2 separate regions of the Zea mays genome follow, and region 2 is linked to region 1. Evidence: chromatin contacts called from public Hi-C data. All regions are on one chromosome and are shown on one strand. The core of a region is the stretch at or near the end of the contact, and the rest is flanking DNA. Distances in the headings are between cores, read along the strand shown.

Region 1 (3,192 bases), core at 390-2,889:
TAACTCACTTGTTATGATTGTTGAGTTGTTTTTTGATAGCATCACTAAACAATGACATATCCGTGTATAAGTGTCTCGTTGCAACGCACGGGCATATACCTAGTATATATATATATAATCTGAATTGTATTAATAATCTAAAGCCTCAGTGTTGTATTATTCAATCTTTTAACTATCTTGTATACCTAGAAAATCAATCCAAGGCTAGGCTGTACATGCATAAGGCTCAGTCCTCCACCGTGGTTTGATATTGATGCTTCATTGCTTGTGCGGTCGTTTATGATCGGAAACATGCTGGGTTTAATGGGCTGCAAAGTGCAAAGCACTCGAGGCTTGTGTTGTGTGTGATTGTCAAGGGCACTTTGAGCTCACTTTGGCACTGCTCGAACGGGCTCGTCCGCTGGAATGGAACCGGAGCTTCCGAATCTCGCTTAGACCACCCAAGTCCCACTCCCACGTACTCTAAAAGGGCCGGCTGCGGTTGAGGCCGTAGCTGGGTGGCAGCCCAAAGACAACCGGGCTGTAGGCCCGCAACTCCACGGACGAAGCCTCGTAGCAGGGCGGAAGCGGCAGCGGCAGTGACGCACTGACGCTCCCGTCTCACCCCGTCTTCTATCTACGCTTTGGCAAGACCACCTTGCGCCATGGACGCACGGTTTTGTTCGGCTGTGATGCTCATATACCGACCAGATGTATGCCTGAAAACAGGACATACTAGACCCATGGACCGTGGTTAGACGCCCAATCTGCAGGCGGCACGTGCTTTCTGCAGCAGCTCCTCGTACCGCGAGAATGGCAGGCTCATGCTCAAGCACGCAGCCGTGCTGCTGCAGAACCAGAACTGTAGAAAGTCAGGCCAGTCGACAGCAGCACTCCGGCCATGGTCATGAACGCATCGCCCTTTCGCTGTGCTCTCTGCATCTCTGCAAGCGCGAGCGCAACTGCACAAGCAGCCAAGCAGCGTACGGTAAAGTCGTCTACGAGTATACGTGTACATATCCAAAGAACCCCAAAAAAAAAACGAAAATGCAGCCGCGCGCGGGCCAAGTGAGCAGAAAACTGTTCACTTTCCTAAAAAAAACAAGTCAATGCCCTCACATTACACACTTCAGAATTCAGATTACCATTGCATCGCTTTATCATTTTAAAACTGTGGCTACTCTCTGTCTCCATCTCTAAATAAATTATCTTTTGGAATTATGACGAGTCAAACTTTCTTTGACTGATTTTATAGGAAAAATACTAAATATATGACACGGAAAATTTAATAAAAATATACCTGATATCGTATTTAACTATTTGAAGCTTGTGTCATAAATATTAGCTCATTTTTCTATAGGATGTATTTAATTAAATCTAAAAGAAAGTTTGTCTTAGTACGGTTTATGGAGGGACTAGTAGCTACGAGTAGATAGTGGTGTGAGTGTGACTGGTGTCCGGTCCCGGTCCGGCTGTCCGCACGAGTCGCCAAGCACAAGCCGCGCGGATACGCCGATGTGGTGATGGTCCAAAGCTGCAGCCCCGCCAGCTACCGTATCTGTGCGCCGCTGTATCTCCGTGGGCTCTAGCCTCTAGCTAGAGCGCAAGCCCTCTCGCCCTGTCGATCTTCACCACCAGTCAGTCCGCAAGAGGAAGACCCAACAGTCCAACCCGGCCCGGGGGCCGCCTCCGATCCGGTGCCGGCGCCGCGGCCAGCTGCCATCCAGCGATCTACCCTGCCGATGGCTCCAAGGCCTGCAAGGCAGACGCTACGCATGCGTGCGTTTCTCCTTCGCCCGCATGCATGACGGCACGAGAGTCCCGTTTGGACGCATGCCGCTACCCAACCACCGCTGCCCTCCCCGTTTGGCCTCTCCCTCCCCTCGCCACGCAGACGGACGGGGGCGGCAAGGCTGGCACCGGCGGAGGGTCTTTGGCGTACGCGTTCTCGCCGCCGAAAGTGGGACGGCTCGGCTTTACACATACACCGTCCCCGCACGCATCGGGGCGTCAGTATTGTACGTGGCGTGAGCGTGACAGGGACGATACTGCCGTAGAGCCGTAGTGCATCCCGGCAGCGAGAGCCGAGAGCACACGATGCCGCCACGCGCTGCGACCGCGAAGCCGTCGTGGCTCGGAGACGCGCTCCTCTTCGCCGCGGGTGCCGTGGTGGCCACCGTGGCGCTGCTCGCGTTCGCCAACCCGTTCGCTCAGCCGGAGGGCTACTACGGCGACGGAGCAGTCCCGTCCTCTGGCTCTGGCTCTGGCTCATCATCCGTGGGCGCCGCCGGCGGTGGTGGTGGTGCCGCCGCCCACACGTTCTACGACGACCCGGCGCTGGCGTACACCGTGGACCGGCCCATCACGGGGTGGGACGAGAAGCGCGCCGGGTGGCTGCGCGCGCACCCGGAGTTCGCCGGCGGTGGCGAGAAGGGGCGCGTCCTCATGGTGTCCGGCTCGCAGCCGACGCCGTGCCGGTCCCCGGGCGGAGACCACACGCTGATGCGGCTGCTCAAGAACAAGGCCGACTACTGCCGTCTCCACGGCGTGCAGCTGCTGTACAACATGGCGCTGCTGCGGCCGTCGATGGACCGGTACTGGGCCAAGATACCGGTGATCCGCGCCGCCATGGTGGCGCACCCGGAGGCGGAGTGGGTGTGGTGGGTCGACTCCGACGCCGTGCTCACCGACATGGACTTCCGCCTCCCGCTGCGCCGGTACCGCGCCCACAACCTCGTCGTCCACGGCTGGCCGAGCCTCGTGTTCGAGGCCAGCTCCTGGACCAGCCTCAACGCCGGCGTGTTCCTCATCCGGAACTGCCAGTGGTCGCTCGACTTCATGGACGCGTGGGCCGCCATGGGTCCCGACTCCCCGGACTACCAGCACTGGGGCGCCGTGCTCAAGTCCACGTTCAAGGACAAGGTGTTCGACGAGTCGGACGACCAGTCCGCGCTCGTGTACATGCTGCTGCAGGAGGGCAGCCGGTGGCGGGACAAGGTGTTCCTGGAGAGCGGCTACTACTTCGAGGGCTACTGGATGGAGATCGTGGGGCGGCTCGCCAACATGACGGAGAGGTACGAGGCGATGGAGCGGCGGCCGGGAGCTGCCGCGCTGCGGAGGCGGCACGCGGAGAGGGAGCACGCGGAGTACGCGGTGGCAAGGAACGCCGCCCTGGGCGGGGCCGGGCTGGCGGAGACCGGGGTGCACGGGTGG
Region 2 (3,192 bases), core at 194-2,693, 240 kb before region 1:
TCAAGCATGGCACATGGTATATAACATATACCGTGTTATCAAAGAATATCTTATGTACCTACAACAGGCTTGGTTGACTTGATGTGCTGATAGTGATTAGCAGTACTCATCTTTGCGGTCCAACTTTGGATAACTCACAAAACCAAAAAAAACTTAGATCTGCAGACAACACAGGGATTAGCAGGAGTCGAGGATCATTTTCTTATCATGATGAAACGAACCGGCATGTCAAATAAGAGAACAAAATCTGAAGCTTTTTATTTTATAAGAACATAGCTCCAATGTATACAGGAATCACTATACAGCTGCTGGTCCCTCACTACAGATGAGGTTTCACTAGCCCAGCGAATATCAAGCCAAATATAACTTGAAGTCTGGTTGTTGAAAAATGAAGCGTACAAAAGAATTGATGTTGGAGCTGGAACATATTTGTGATTCCTGGATATCAAGCTCGCAGGATTAGCCCGTCGTAAAATTTCTTTTCATATTTATCACCTAGACAAAACTGAAACGAACTTAAAGAACCCATCATCATGCTAATTATGTGTGGTTGGCTCCTCTCACATTTATAAGCTCTGCAATCACACGATGTACACAACTACAAGGGCAGAACAAGAACTAATAGCCCTCCCTTGCCTCTGCCACCGCAATACCCCAAAGAAGGTGATCAACCAACCATAAACGAACTTACGAACATGCCCATGTGTTCTGAAGCATGGCGAAAAGAAATCGGCCTGGATCAGGCAGGATTACAAACTGAAATATATAGCATGAACAACTGGTGGTGATCGCGTGAGGGGGGTCGTGCGTATGGAAATCCATTGGTAGCTATTTATATCTGACCAGTATCTCGATTTCATCCAAAGCGTGAACCACCCTATATTCCATAGAATAAGAGCTCGGGTGTTAATCGATTGTCCCAGACTTCCGATGCGAATCAACCTATATTCCATTCCAACAGCGTGTGCTGATGGTTGAGTTCCGACAGCGACAGGAAATCGCATGAAATGGCTACATAATTCAAACTCTGCAGTAGGGACCAATCGAGGTGTCAAACAATCACCCGAGGCCCAGCGAAATCAAACGCGCTCACATAAATCGAATCGCATCCACACTCCCCCCCACCAAGCGGATCAAGGATGTGACGGTGACCGCATCAGCGCTTGAAAGCGACCGACTTAGAGGATCCGCGCGGTAGAAATGTCGGAAGAAAAAAAAAAAGAAACCAACGAACCTGAGGATTCGATGAGGCGTGATAGGGAGGGGGGTACCGCCGGCGGCTCCCGGGGGGTGAGGTCGCTGGCGCGGCGGCGCTGGAGCGATCGCCCCCCGGCTTCGTCGCGCTGGGTGGGGTTGGGGGGCGGGCTGGTTGACGCGCAAAACGAGCACGACGACGTGGGGAGGATTATATGGGGCTCACATACTATTCTTCTCCTATTTCTGTAGCCAACCTGCAACCTTGGTGACATGGTGGCTGTGGATTCGCTCGCTGTCTCATATAGGTCGCTCATGGCGTCGGGTGGGACGTGGGTGGGGTGGGGATATTTTTTTATTATAAAAAACTAACACTCCTTAACAAGAATAGTTTCACTAGATATTGTTTATAGCATAATTAGAGTGCCAAGTACATAAAATGTTCATGTAGCATAAGAAGTGATACTGTGCTTAGTGCGGTCTGTTTGGTTTAGCTTTTTTTAATACTCTAGAAATAGTTGCACTGAATATTCTTTGTTATTTTAAAGCCTTCTTTTTTTATGGACATGTTTGGTTGTAAACCTAAGAGCATCTCCACCGTTATGTAAAAATGTTCCTAAATCTCGGTTTAATACGTTATTAGAAAAAATACGTCTCCAATAGTAACCTAAATGGTGTTGTTAAATTTAAGAAGATGATATTTTATCCTTTCTTGTCTCCACATTTGGCAACCCGAGAGAGACTTCTCACAACACTTTTTCGTGCAAAATTAGTATTCTATGAGTTCTGTTTTATTCTCTTTTATTTTTTATTAATAAACTTCGGGCTACTAGGTGGAAAAGAATTTTGTTGCGTGTTACACTTTTTGTTTCTTCGGTTTGCAATTTAGGTAATATTTGAAATCGATGAATCATAAAGATTTGTGCCTGTTTTATACGTAGATTATAGAACCATTGCAATAACAATATCATATTTGATGGGAAGAACATAAACCTTTCTAGAACATGAGAGCGAGAGGAGTTTCTAGTTGTCATACTTTGATATATTTGGCAGCTAAAAATAGATAATTACTGGAGAACACACATTTTTAGCAACTCCTCATATATGTCTTTAAGGAGATTTTTTTTTACAAAAAAACTGGAGATGCTCTAAGATGTTAAAAATGTCATATATTTTCTGACACACTTACCTAAGGTTAGACGTTTAAATTCTTCGCCACATCTTAGTGTGGCTAAGGAAATCTTACCACACGTTTTATAAATCATTGATGATTGGGACCTACGTAGCAGGAGAAAAATCTTGCCACAATTGTAACTGCAAACCAAACATACGTCTAAGCATGTTAAACCTACCTAATATTAGGCGTGACAAACTGTGACAAGTGATACAGTGAACCAAATATGCTCTATATGTCAGAAGAACATTAATCAATTTCTTGACAAAGAATATATCAACTAATGCACTGTTGTTGCATGCATGACTAGTAAGAAAAATAATGCACGAGAGAAAGTCTCCTCCTTTGCATGCATAATGAACTTCCGTTTGCTTGGCTTCTGACTTGGCAGGTAGTAGCAAATCCCGTTGAGTTCCATCCAAAATCTAGAAGTCCAATTGAAACTATAGCAGCAACCCAAAGGCTTTTAGGACATGTTTGGTTGTTTGGACCACAGTGGCCCATCAGGACCAGCGAGGCCGAAGTATGCACAACTAGGTTTCTAAGCCACAAAGTGGCATGTTTGTTTCATTGCCCAGTTTATCCTAGCTTAGCATAGATAATGTTTGTTTGGATGCACCGCTAGTGCCCCAACCACCAACTGCCATAACTAGCAGATACAGATCATGTTTGTTTTCCACGATACGCCTAGTGGCTCATTCTTGTTGTGTTTGGTTTAAGAAATGATATAGTCCATTTTTACACTTTTTTTTTGTTTAGTTTGTGAAATAGAATGAGTGGATTCATTATCATATCATTCCTTATAGTTAGTTAGTTATAATATG

The links. Hi-C and Micro-C count contacts between places; a contact is called where the count stands out from the background.
Region 2: a contact with region 1 is called in a Hi-C map of ear, with 2.6 times the contacts expected there. The contact joins the promoter of LOC100272989 here to the promoter of LOC542057 in region 1. A contact is called at or near these places in 4 of 25 Hi-C or Micro-C datasets (ear, leaf and tassel).

Annotation. Positions count from the first base shown.
Region 1 is chr4:168,036,029-168,039,220 of Zm-B73-REFERENCE-NAM-5.0, reverse strand. LOC542057 (alpha-6-galactosyltransferase) reads left to right here and starts at 1,639. Exons shown (of 1, transcript NM_001111694.3): 1 at 1,639-3,192. The coding sequence starts at 2,077.
Region 2 is chr4:168,276,817-168,280,008 of Zm-B73-REFERENCE-NAM-5.0, reverse strand. It overlaps LOC100272989 (putative calcium-dependent lipid-binding (CaLB domain) family protein), which reads right to left and starts at 1,443. Exons shown (of 8, transcript NM_001147440.1): 1 at 1,235-1,443; 2 at 59-159. The coding sequence starts at 110.